Linked DNA regions of Danio rerio: regions 2 and 3 are each linked to region 1. A link is a contact called in public HiCAR-type data. All regions are on one chromosome and are shown on one strand. Each heading gives the region's core, a stretch centred on a gene start, on an enhancer-like site or on the middle of the called end of the contact. The rest is flanking DNA. Distances are from core to core; before and after follow the strand shown. Region 1 has its middle 7.3 kb from the start of casz1. Region 2 overlaps pex14 (peroxisomal biogenesis factor 14). Region 3 overlaps pex14 (peroxisomal biogenesis factor 14).

Region 1 (3,258 bases), core at 359-2,858:
CTTAGAAATTGAAAGATAATGCAATTAAACTGAAGCTAAATATTACAAAACTAACTAAATTACAACCTACACAATTTCAACAAATTTTTTACAATTTCTTTGCTCTTTTTTTCCTCTTTTTAAAATTTGTATTTAATATTTTTCTATAACATAAATTTGGGTGTACTAGTTTTTGGACCGTTATCGCAAGTTATTTTGTTAGAAAAGCTCCAGATTTGGCTTCAGTACTGACTAATCTAATGTATATGCACAAATATAATATTGTATAGCTTCCCATGAACTATATAAATTTAAATGATAGATTTGTGAGGGGTGTACTTATATATGCACAGCACTGTATATATTTATCATTACACTTACCTAATTGACTTAAATAAAGAATATTTTCATTTTACACATTTTATACAATTTTAATATTAAAATTAGAAATTATTTTAATAAATCTGTGCAAATGTTAAACAAAAATGAAACGTTGAATAAAGTCAAATTCTTGTTTCTTTTTTTACAAACAATATGAGATTTTTTTTGTAATAAACAGATTTTTGGTAATAAATTGTTTGTTTTGTCACTCCATAAATCTGAAAAATAAAGCAAACAACCAGGTAAGAAAATCATATATTTTTGTTCAATAAAATGTGTTTAATTAGGCATATTATGTTTCCCTCTAAAAGTTTGGTGTTAATGCTGCCGAGTTGAAGATTTATGGCTCAGTTCAGGAGCAAAAACCTGCCTCTAAAAATCTGAATTATTATAGAAATTTACAAACAAAAATCAACAGTGCAACAAAAGAAACATTCAAAATGTATGTTAGAAGCTTTTATTGCAGTAGAATGCTAAAAAAAAAAATCCGAAATGCTCAAAACTGACAGGTGTGTAAAAAAAGTGTGTTTTTTCCTGCAGCGTCTCTTCATAAAGCCCTAAGATTATCTCTGATTTCTGTAGTACAACAATAAGCCACCTAAATATCACAAACATTTCTAAATTGAATTGGAAGTCAAACAGAGTGCTCTCTGAAAAATCCTCCATCACTCTCAGCTCCAAAAACGTAAAGCGATCTTCTCATATTTCAGCTGCGATGCCATTGCTTGTTCACCACAGTGTCATTAAAACTGACGAACCACAAAAAAGCGAGTCAATGATTTCACAATTACTTAGTCTCTCGGCCATCCAGCCAAGCTTTTGAAGTATCCTGTGAACTGGTGGAGGCCCTTCTCCACTTCATTAGACAGCGTCACGACCACATGATGTAACTCAATCCATCGAGAAGTCTCAATTACAATGTGGTCCATTACGTCGCTGGAAGCCGATTCAAAACCTATCAAAACCTGAAAGACTCATTTAGTCTGGGGGTCTTTTCGCAGGTCCTGGATGTCCGACTGCGACGTGCCCGACACGTACAACCCCCCTGTCTATATTGCTTGTTCAACTTGACACGTAATTACAGAGGAAATATTTGTGTATTTTGTACGGGTGCCACAAAACTGCAGTCGACTCGCTGCCAAGGCTTCACAGCTCTCCAGCCAGAATCCCTGATTAAAACAAGATGCTTTCATTTGGGCCAGCTTTGCAAGGAATCACTCCCAGAGATCTGCCGCTCGCTGCCAAGTTGACTACTGCGAGAGCGTGAGACGTAGCCGAGAGAGCAGTGCGCATTAAAACACTACAGGCAGCTGGCTTCTACAGCGCTTCAGCGCAGTTGCAAACACACACACACACACACACACACACACACACGTGGACGCTGGCTGCCTGTGATATTCAATATCCACTTAAAAAGCCTAGATTTGCTTCATTGAAATGTGAATATATTTCAGAGGCCATGAGATGTTCAGCAGGTGAACAAATATTGGTTGACGTTTTAAATAATGATGAGATTATTAATAATAATCTGTTTGAAAAGTGTTTAAAAATAGAAAGAACGTTAATGTGCTGTCATTTTAAGTCTGTCAAATGAGCTGCAATTCATACACTATATATTCATATATTAACTACAATAATGCCCAGATATGGAAAAAAAATTTAAAAATTTTGTTATATTCTGGATGCAGGCTTTATAGTGATTTTATAATGTAAACTACTAATGATATTTCCTCGAAATTAAGAATACAAAGAGTCATTTACAAGTTTTTTGTTTTGTTTTTTGCATAAAATGACAGATTTCATACATGTTAATAATAATTTTTAGACAACACAATACCAATGTTATGACAATAATGATGTATTAGGACCAGATGAAATCTGCACGCATAGATTTTTAGCCCATCCAGTCTATTTATTCACTCGTGTAAACCTGTGTAAAAATTTATCTTTATTCAGTTTTTAAATAAATTTCATTAATATTATTAATAAATATGAAAAAGTTTGGGGCGAAGCAGTGGCGCAGTAGGTAGTGCTGTCACCTCACAGCAAGAAGGTCGCTGGGTTGCCGGTTCGAGCCTCGGCTCAGTTGGCGTAACTGTATGGAGTTTGCATGTTCTCCCTGCATTCAAGTGGGTTTCCTCCGGGTGCTCCGGTTTCCTCCGGTTTCCCCCAGAGTCCAAAGACATGCGGCACAGGTGAATTGGGTTAGCTAAATTGTCCGTAGTGTATGAGTGTGTGTGTGAATGTGTGTGTGGATGTTTTCCAGAGATGGGTTGCGGCTGGAAGGGCATGGGCTGCGTAAAAACTTGCTGGATAAGTTGGCGGTTCATTCCGCTGTGGCGACTCCGGATTAATAAAGGGACTAAGCTGACAAGAAAATGAATGAATGAATGAATGAATGAATAAATGAATGAATGAATGAATGAATGAATGAAAAAGTATATATGATTTATTTACAATACAGTTTGTAAAGTATAATGTTCCTGTCTTTTAGTAAATATTATATGAGATTTGAGACTTATATGAGACTTGCTTTATAAGTGGAAAATATAAGTACCAAATAAGTGGATCTAATTGGATTTGCATTATAAACATGAAATTATGGTACTATTTTAAAATGTACTATTTTATGAATGTATTATTTTTTATTACTATTATTTCATTTCATACAATAAGTTTTCTGTCTGGCCTTAGTAATAACCCTGATTTTCAATCACAATGAAAGAAAACATTGTTATTCTGAATACATATTTTTTATTTGAAATTTGATGGAAATGTTATTAGATCTATATAGAATATATATATATATATATATATATATATATATATATATATATATATATATATATATATATATATATATATATATATATATATATATATAAAATTGTCAATCAT
Region 2 (3,258 bases), core at 292-2,791, 480 kb before region 1:
GGAACAATCTGCACCAATCGGCAAATGTTTGTTCCTCGCCACTGGCTTGCTTTATTTGGAACTAGCGGCTCATTGATGGAGTTGCTCTTCTCAACAATAATAAAAAATTTTATTATTCAAAAAAGAAAAATTATTAGTTAACCTATTTGCTTTTTTTGTTTATGATTTGCTTTTGTACTTGCCTCTGATTATGTATCTGGAAACACTTTGCACATTCATCCTGTTAACTTACAGTTTTTCTCAGTCGCTTTGGTGCATTTCTCACAACACTAGTGCATTTCTGCACAACAGTTCATGCATTTCTCAAAACAGTTAGTACAAACTGCTAAACCTAGTTGATAACCTGCAAAAGCGCGTCACATGCTCTAAATGGATAGTTCATTCCTCAAAAGCAAGTATTCATGTCAATGAAAGTATCAGTGTCATCAAAATGAAAAGTCCTGACACCATTGTTTATGAGCAAGATAGTACAATGGCTTTGTCATGTTTTCAATATAACAGTTTACATGTTTTCCAATGCAAAAAAAAGTCAAATTTTGGTGACACTTCCTGAAAATGCTCAAGACAGCACTGTATACTACTGTATCTGCACAGCCATTTGAAAACTACAGTAAAGTTGGACATCACTGCATTTAGTGAGAAATCTGAATACAAGACACTGAATATGTATGTTTCACATTTTTACTGCAATTGCTCTATACAATCCTAATTTATTTACAGCATTGTGCAAAAGAATAAATACACCCTTATTTACAACAAACATAAACTCCCTTTGGGTAGAGCTGGGCACAACTAAAAAATATTACAGTACATATTGGAACAACACACACAGGTCAGTAAATCATTCATGAAATTGTTAAATTTTAGAGACATTTTGAGGAAAATAAAGATTTCATTTTTTTTTATTTTTTTTATAAAATTTGGTCGACAGATTTTGACAACATTTTTTTTTGTATGTAATGACTCAAGTAATGAAATGAGGACTCTTAGTTGTATATGGATTGACTAGTCAGTCAGCATTTACAAGTTTAGTTAATATTGACTGACATGACATAAGCAAATGATAATATTATAAATAGCAGAGAGTTGTATGAAAGCAATTGATGCATGTCCGAAAGCATTTGCAATTTGTTGGAAAACTGCTACTAGGATGTGCACAAATGACTAATTGTTTTGAGAAATGCATTAACAGTTGTGCAAATTTAAATAGTGTTATGAGAAATGCACCAAAGCAACTGAGAAAAACTGTAAACAAAAAAAGTAAAAAAAACATGTTATTCTTGTTATTATTATTATTATTATTATTATTATTATTATTATTATTATTATTATCATTACTATTATATGTTGTATATTATTATTATATGTGTATTATATATTCTTGACACCCTTTTGTCCGGTTAGAGCTGTCCTGTCTAGCACTGTGCTTTTCTGTACTTGGCTCACACGCGTCACTAGATGGCAGTGTAACACAAGGCTGTTTTTCTTTCTTTCAGAATGCTCCTTCAGCCAGGGAAGACGCGGCTCCGAGAGAAGCGCTGGTAAGTTATTATGAGTCAGACTAACCAGCATGCACTGTTCTCAACACGGACTGTACAGCGGTACAGTCAGTTTGAAACAATGGTTCACATTACTATTATTATTACTGTATGTGACGTGTACAATGCAATTTTTTTGTTTTGCACTGTCCAGTATTTACTTTGTGATTTTTTTAAAATAGTAATATGTAGCAGTCAGATATGTTCTAAAAGCGGATTGCGTGATCTGCATTCGTTATTTAGGCTACATTATATGAAATTAGTTTTCCAAAAAATAATAATAAATGACTGTCAGCTTTGGTTATCAGAATAATTCTGTAAAAATACTTTTGTATTTGAAAAATGGAAGCGTACTTAACAGCCTTTTAAAATACTATAATAATCATTAATAAATTGTTGTTTACAAAACAGAAAATACACTTTAAACTGGAATTTAACAGTGCAAACTGCTACTAACATATATTCTGGTATCCATAATGTACACCTGTAGTCACACTAATTAAAAATGGATAAAAAGGATAGATGGAACAGCATTATACTGTAGAATATTGACATGAATTTTGTGGCTACTTCTCTTACAGTTTTCATACTTGTTTAAAAACCGAGTTTTCTTTTCAATAGCATTTTTGCTGAATTTTACAGTTACAAATGTAATTATTTTAAAGTAGATTTCTCTTATGTCTATTATCATGTTGTTGTCATGTTAGAAGTAATCAGCCAGTTAAGGTTGTATCTTTCTAAATTTGAATTATGCTTCAAATTTATTCATTAATTCATTTTCCTCCAGCTTAGTCCCTTTATTCATTAGGGGTCACCACATCGGTATGAACCTTCCAGCTGCAACCCAGTACTGGGAATTCACTTATACACTATGGCCAATTTCATTCATTCAATCATTTTCTTTTTAGCCTATTCCCTTTATTAATCTGGGGGAGTGAACCACTAACTTATTCAGCATATGTTTTACGCAGTGGACACCCTTCCAGCTGCAACCCATCACTGGGAAACATCCATACACACTCATTCACACACATACCCTATTTTACCCAATTCACCTATACCACATGACTTTGGACTGTGGGGGAAACAGAGCATCCGGAGGAATCCCAACCGAACACGGGGAGAACTTGCAAACTCCGCACAAATGCCAACTGACCCAGCCGAGGCTCGAACCAGCAACCTTCTTGCTGTGAGGCAACTGTGCTACCCATTGTGCCAATGTGACGCCATAGAGTCAATTTGTTATTCACCTATAGTGCATGTCTTTGGACTGTGGGGGAAACCGGAGCACCTGAAGGAAACCTGCGCGAACATGAGGAGAACATGCACACTCCACATAGAAATGCCAATGGTCCAGCCAGGACTCGAACCAGCGACCTTCTTGCTGTGGGGCGATAGTGCTAACCACTGAGCCACCATGCCACCACTTCAGATTTATACTGTTTTAATTTTGTTAATCAAAGAATAAAAAACGAATGATCAAAACAAAGTAAAAAGCTTTGATAAAATACATGAAATGTCTCTCGAGAACCAAAATAGCATGTTAGATGGCAAGATTGTAATGAATGCTTTACCTTTCGAGGACTAAATGCAATTGTAAAATATAGTCATACAACAAACAACTATTTGAAACTATATTAATACTTCATGTTATGACAGTTATTGTCATTGTGAATTCTCAGGTGTGATCGGCCTGAAAACTTTTGACCGTCATTTAGTT
Region 3 (3,258 bases), core at 305-2,804, 450 kb before region 1:
TCTTCTGCTACTGTAGCCCATCCGCCTTAAGGTTTGACATGTTGTGGATTCAGAGACGCTCTTCTGCATACCTCAGTTGTAACAAGTGGTTATTTGAGCTGCTGTTGCCTTTATATCAGCTAAAACCAGTCTGGCCATTCTACTCTGACCTCTGGCATCAACAAGGCATTTGTGCCCACAGAACTGCCACTCACTGGGTATTTTCTCTTTTTTGGTCAATTCTCTGTAAACCCTAGAGATGGTTGTGCATGAAAATCACAGTAGATCAGCAGTTTCTGAAATACTCAATCCAGCCTTTCGGGCACCAACCATGCCAAGTTTAAAGTCTTTTAAATCACCTTTCTTCCCCATTCTAATGCTCTGTTTGAACTGTAGTAGATCGTCTTGACAATGTCTACATGCCTAAATGCATTGAGTTGCTGTCATGTGATTGACTCATTTAAAATTTGCGTTAACAAGCAGTTAGACAGGTGTACCTAATAAAGTGGCCGGTGAGTGTATGTTTTGTAAATTTAAAGAAAAAAAGTTAAAAAGTAACTATTTTAAAACTCTACCATCTTTAACCTATTTTTCCCCTCATATATCTGGTGAATTCTTTTAGGGAAATCTGAATCCAGATTAGAAAAATTTCACCCACAACATAAAAATCATATTCCTAAATCAAACATAAAATAAGAATACAAACTTTTCATAATGTTATCGTCTTTACATTGTGGGAGCCCATTTGGACCCAACTGATCATCGATGTACTGTATGGACAAAACAGTCACATAGTCATACAGTTTTTAATGACATAAAGGGTGAAACTTTTTTTCATTTTGGGTAAAACTATTCATTTAAGGTGTGACTATAAAACCTCCCTTTTGAAAGCCAGTCTGATCTGTCAATCTTGTTTGAAGTTTTGCGTGTGATCAGATCCCTGCTTGTTCATTCCATTGTGTTTCGGTGTTTTTCATAGTTATTGTTGCTTGGGCAGGGTCAAGACAGTTTTTACGCAAGCTCTCCTGATTTATACACAGGTTTGAGAACAGGGCTGGGTGGCACAATCGCACCGCAGACATGCTTTGGGCAATTATGCAGTAAAACCTGTACATTCTGGCTGAACCTTTAGAAATGCTCGATTATTCTCGCAGACAAGCATTTCTCAGATTCTGTGGCTTCAGTTGAGTAACAGCAATTCTCTATATGAGTCAACAAGCATAAATCACTCAGCAACCCTTTTATTTTCTACCCCCTTCCAACCCATTTTGCAAGAAAAACAAAAGACAACTTTGGAAAAAAATGCAATTCTAAGTCAATGCAGTAATTAAAATGTTCTTGTTTATCTAGAAGCACACCCGAATTGGTGTTTTTAATAAAAGTTTGCCATGGTTCTAATCTGAACGTTGCATTAAACACTGCTCTTCCAAGTCATGTGATTCTGATTGTGGTCAGAGGATCTCTTTAAAAGCGAGCTCCATTGTCGTCTAATCATTCCTGACAGCTCTGACTATCTCAGCCTGTGAGGCCTGTCGGTTCACACGGACGAGCCCCCACCTCAATTGTGCCGCGCTTCTCCTTTCAACCAGTAGATGGTGGTATTCATCTTTTGAGCTGTGCATGGGAGACCAGGTTGCCCTGTCTTTGTCTCTTTCCTTCTCTGATCTTACTTTAAACTTTCTATTCCCCCTTTCCCGCCCCCTCCTACACCAACTATCTGCATTTGTTTCACTTAAACCTCTCCATCCACTTCTGCGTCCATTAAAGCCATTGAGGAGAGGGTCACCAATTCCTCTGCTTTTTGAAGACTGCAAAACTGTTGATCCGCAACGTGCAATAAGCATTGAATACGAGCCGTCGTGAGATGATAATGTCACCAGAATGTCACAATCTGTCTGCCACTGTCATATTGTGCTTATGCCTAATCAACTAACCACAGGCAAGCACATTTCCCTTTTAATTGTCAGTGTACTGTTTAGTGAAAGAGATGGTGGTGTAAAATTGTACTCTCTGATTTTGCGTGCATGTTTATGTGGGCTTATGGGTAGGCTGGCATCTGGAGAAGAGCGAGAAGACACTCGTCAGGGTTATGGCAGTCGTAGCTGACAAGAAGGCTCTTCCGTCGTCTCCATAAACCCTGCATTGTGCGTTTTGGACATGAGTGCGGCGTTGTTGCCATTGGTGCTGTTTTCATTTTGCTTCAATTAGCTAATTGGATGTGAAGGGTGGTAGTGTCTCTGAAATTGAAGGACAAGGATCCAGCGTCGGGTTTAAGACCGCCTTTGTGTTTATCTATGAGCCAGATCGCAACGTGTTATTAGGATGTGGCACCAAGTCATGATAGGCTGCTATTAATTTATGCTTCGTTTCCTTTAGATTGTCTTGAAATCGGATGTTTGTTTTGTTTCCCTTTGGTTTTGTTATAAATTGTGCTGGTATTAAGAGAGAGAGAGAGTGTGTGCGTGTATGTGTGTGTGTGTGTGTGTGTGTGTGTGTGTGTGTGTGTGTGTGTGTGTGTTTATGCTGGGTTCATTTGCAACTTGGAGACATTTTGCACGGCCTGTCACCGAATGTCATCATTGACTGTAAAAGTAGAGAAAAAAAATGCCTCAAATTACAGGAAAGCAGCACTGCATTAAAGAACAAAGAGGATCGATGGCAGTACATTAAACTTTATACAATTGGGGGGGGGAAATCAACTAATTAAAATTGATTACTCTTGCTTTGTAAAAGTGTTTCTGAATTAAATTATTGTATGAAAACATTTTGACCAATTGAGGAGCTGAGGAAGTATCCATTACTGGATTACTGCTGGAATATTTGCGGTGAGCCGGGCTAAGTACTGCCCCCCCACTGCTGATTCCAGGGGCCACAGTTTCATCGTTCTGTCTATTTCTCTCTCATATATGCATATTTCACGCTATTATTTTTAGGAATGTCCCAAAATAATGTTTAAAACTGTGTGTGAATTTATTTATATATATATATTAAAATATATATATATATATATATATATATATATATATATATATATATATATATATATATATATATATATATATATATATATATATATTTTAATATTATTAGCGGAATGTGCTTTTATAATTTAAGCAAATCCACCACCATTTACTCATATCTATTTTTCAACAAAAACCACTTGAATGAATCATGTGAAAATTACTAGTTTTTTTGAGTGATAGATGTTGAATTTAATATTATTAGCGGAATGTGCTTTTATAATATATGCAAATAAATCACCATTTACTCAAATTTATT

What was found. HiCAR-type assays count read pairs that join an accessible place to other places.
Region 2: a contact with region 1 is called in a HiCAR-type map of caudal fin, with 8 times the contacts expected there. The contact joins two enhancer-like sites. A contact is called at or near these places in 4 of 18 Hi-C or Micro-C datasets (caudal fin, embryo and hematopoietic stem cells) and 2 of 4 datasets of contacts at active chromatin or transcription factors (caudal fin and embryo).
Region 3: a contact with region 1 is called in a HiCAR-type map of caudal fin, with 10 times the contacts expected there. The contact joins two enhancer-like sites. A contact is called at or near these places in 5 of 18 Hi-C or Micro-C datasets (caudal fin, embryo and hematopoietic stem cells) and 1 of 4 datasets of contacts at active chromatin or transcription factors (caudal fin).

The regions. Positions count from the first base shown.
Region 1 is chr23:32,221,498-32,224,755 of GRCz12tu, forward strand. No RefSeq gene overlaps it. Among named protein-coding and RNA genes, the nearest start is that of casz1, 7.3 kb to the left of the region's middle. Within about 2 kb of position 1,609, at least 11 of the 62 cell types and tissues checked have an H3K27ac peak or open chromatin away from gene starts, as enhancers often do. A contact at or near this core is called in caudal fin, where this site is marked.
Region 2 is chr23:31,746,475-31,749,732 of GRCz12tu, forward strand. It overlaps pex14 (peroxisomal biogenesis factor 14), which reads left to right. Exons shown (of 10, transcript XR_012398581.1): 2 at 1,497-1,541. Among named protein-coding and RNA genes, the nearest start is that of pex14, 9.7 kb to the left of the region's middle. Within about 2 kb of position 1,542, at least 9 of the 62 cell types and tissues checked have an H3K27ac peak or open chromatin away from gene starts, as enhancers often do. A contact at or near this core is called in caudal fin, where this site is marked.
Region 3 is chr23:31,772,072-31,775,329 of GRCz12tu, forward strand. The region is part of intron 2 of pex14 (peroxisomal biogenesis factor 14); the gene reads left to right. Among named protein-coding and RNA genes, the nearest start is that of pex14, 35 kb to the left of the region's middle. Within about 2 kb of position 1,555, at least 7 of the 62 cell types and tissues checked have an H3K27ac peak or open chromatin away from gene starts, as enhancers often do. A contact at or near this core is called in caudal fin, where this site is marked.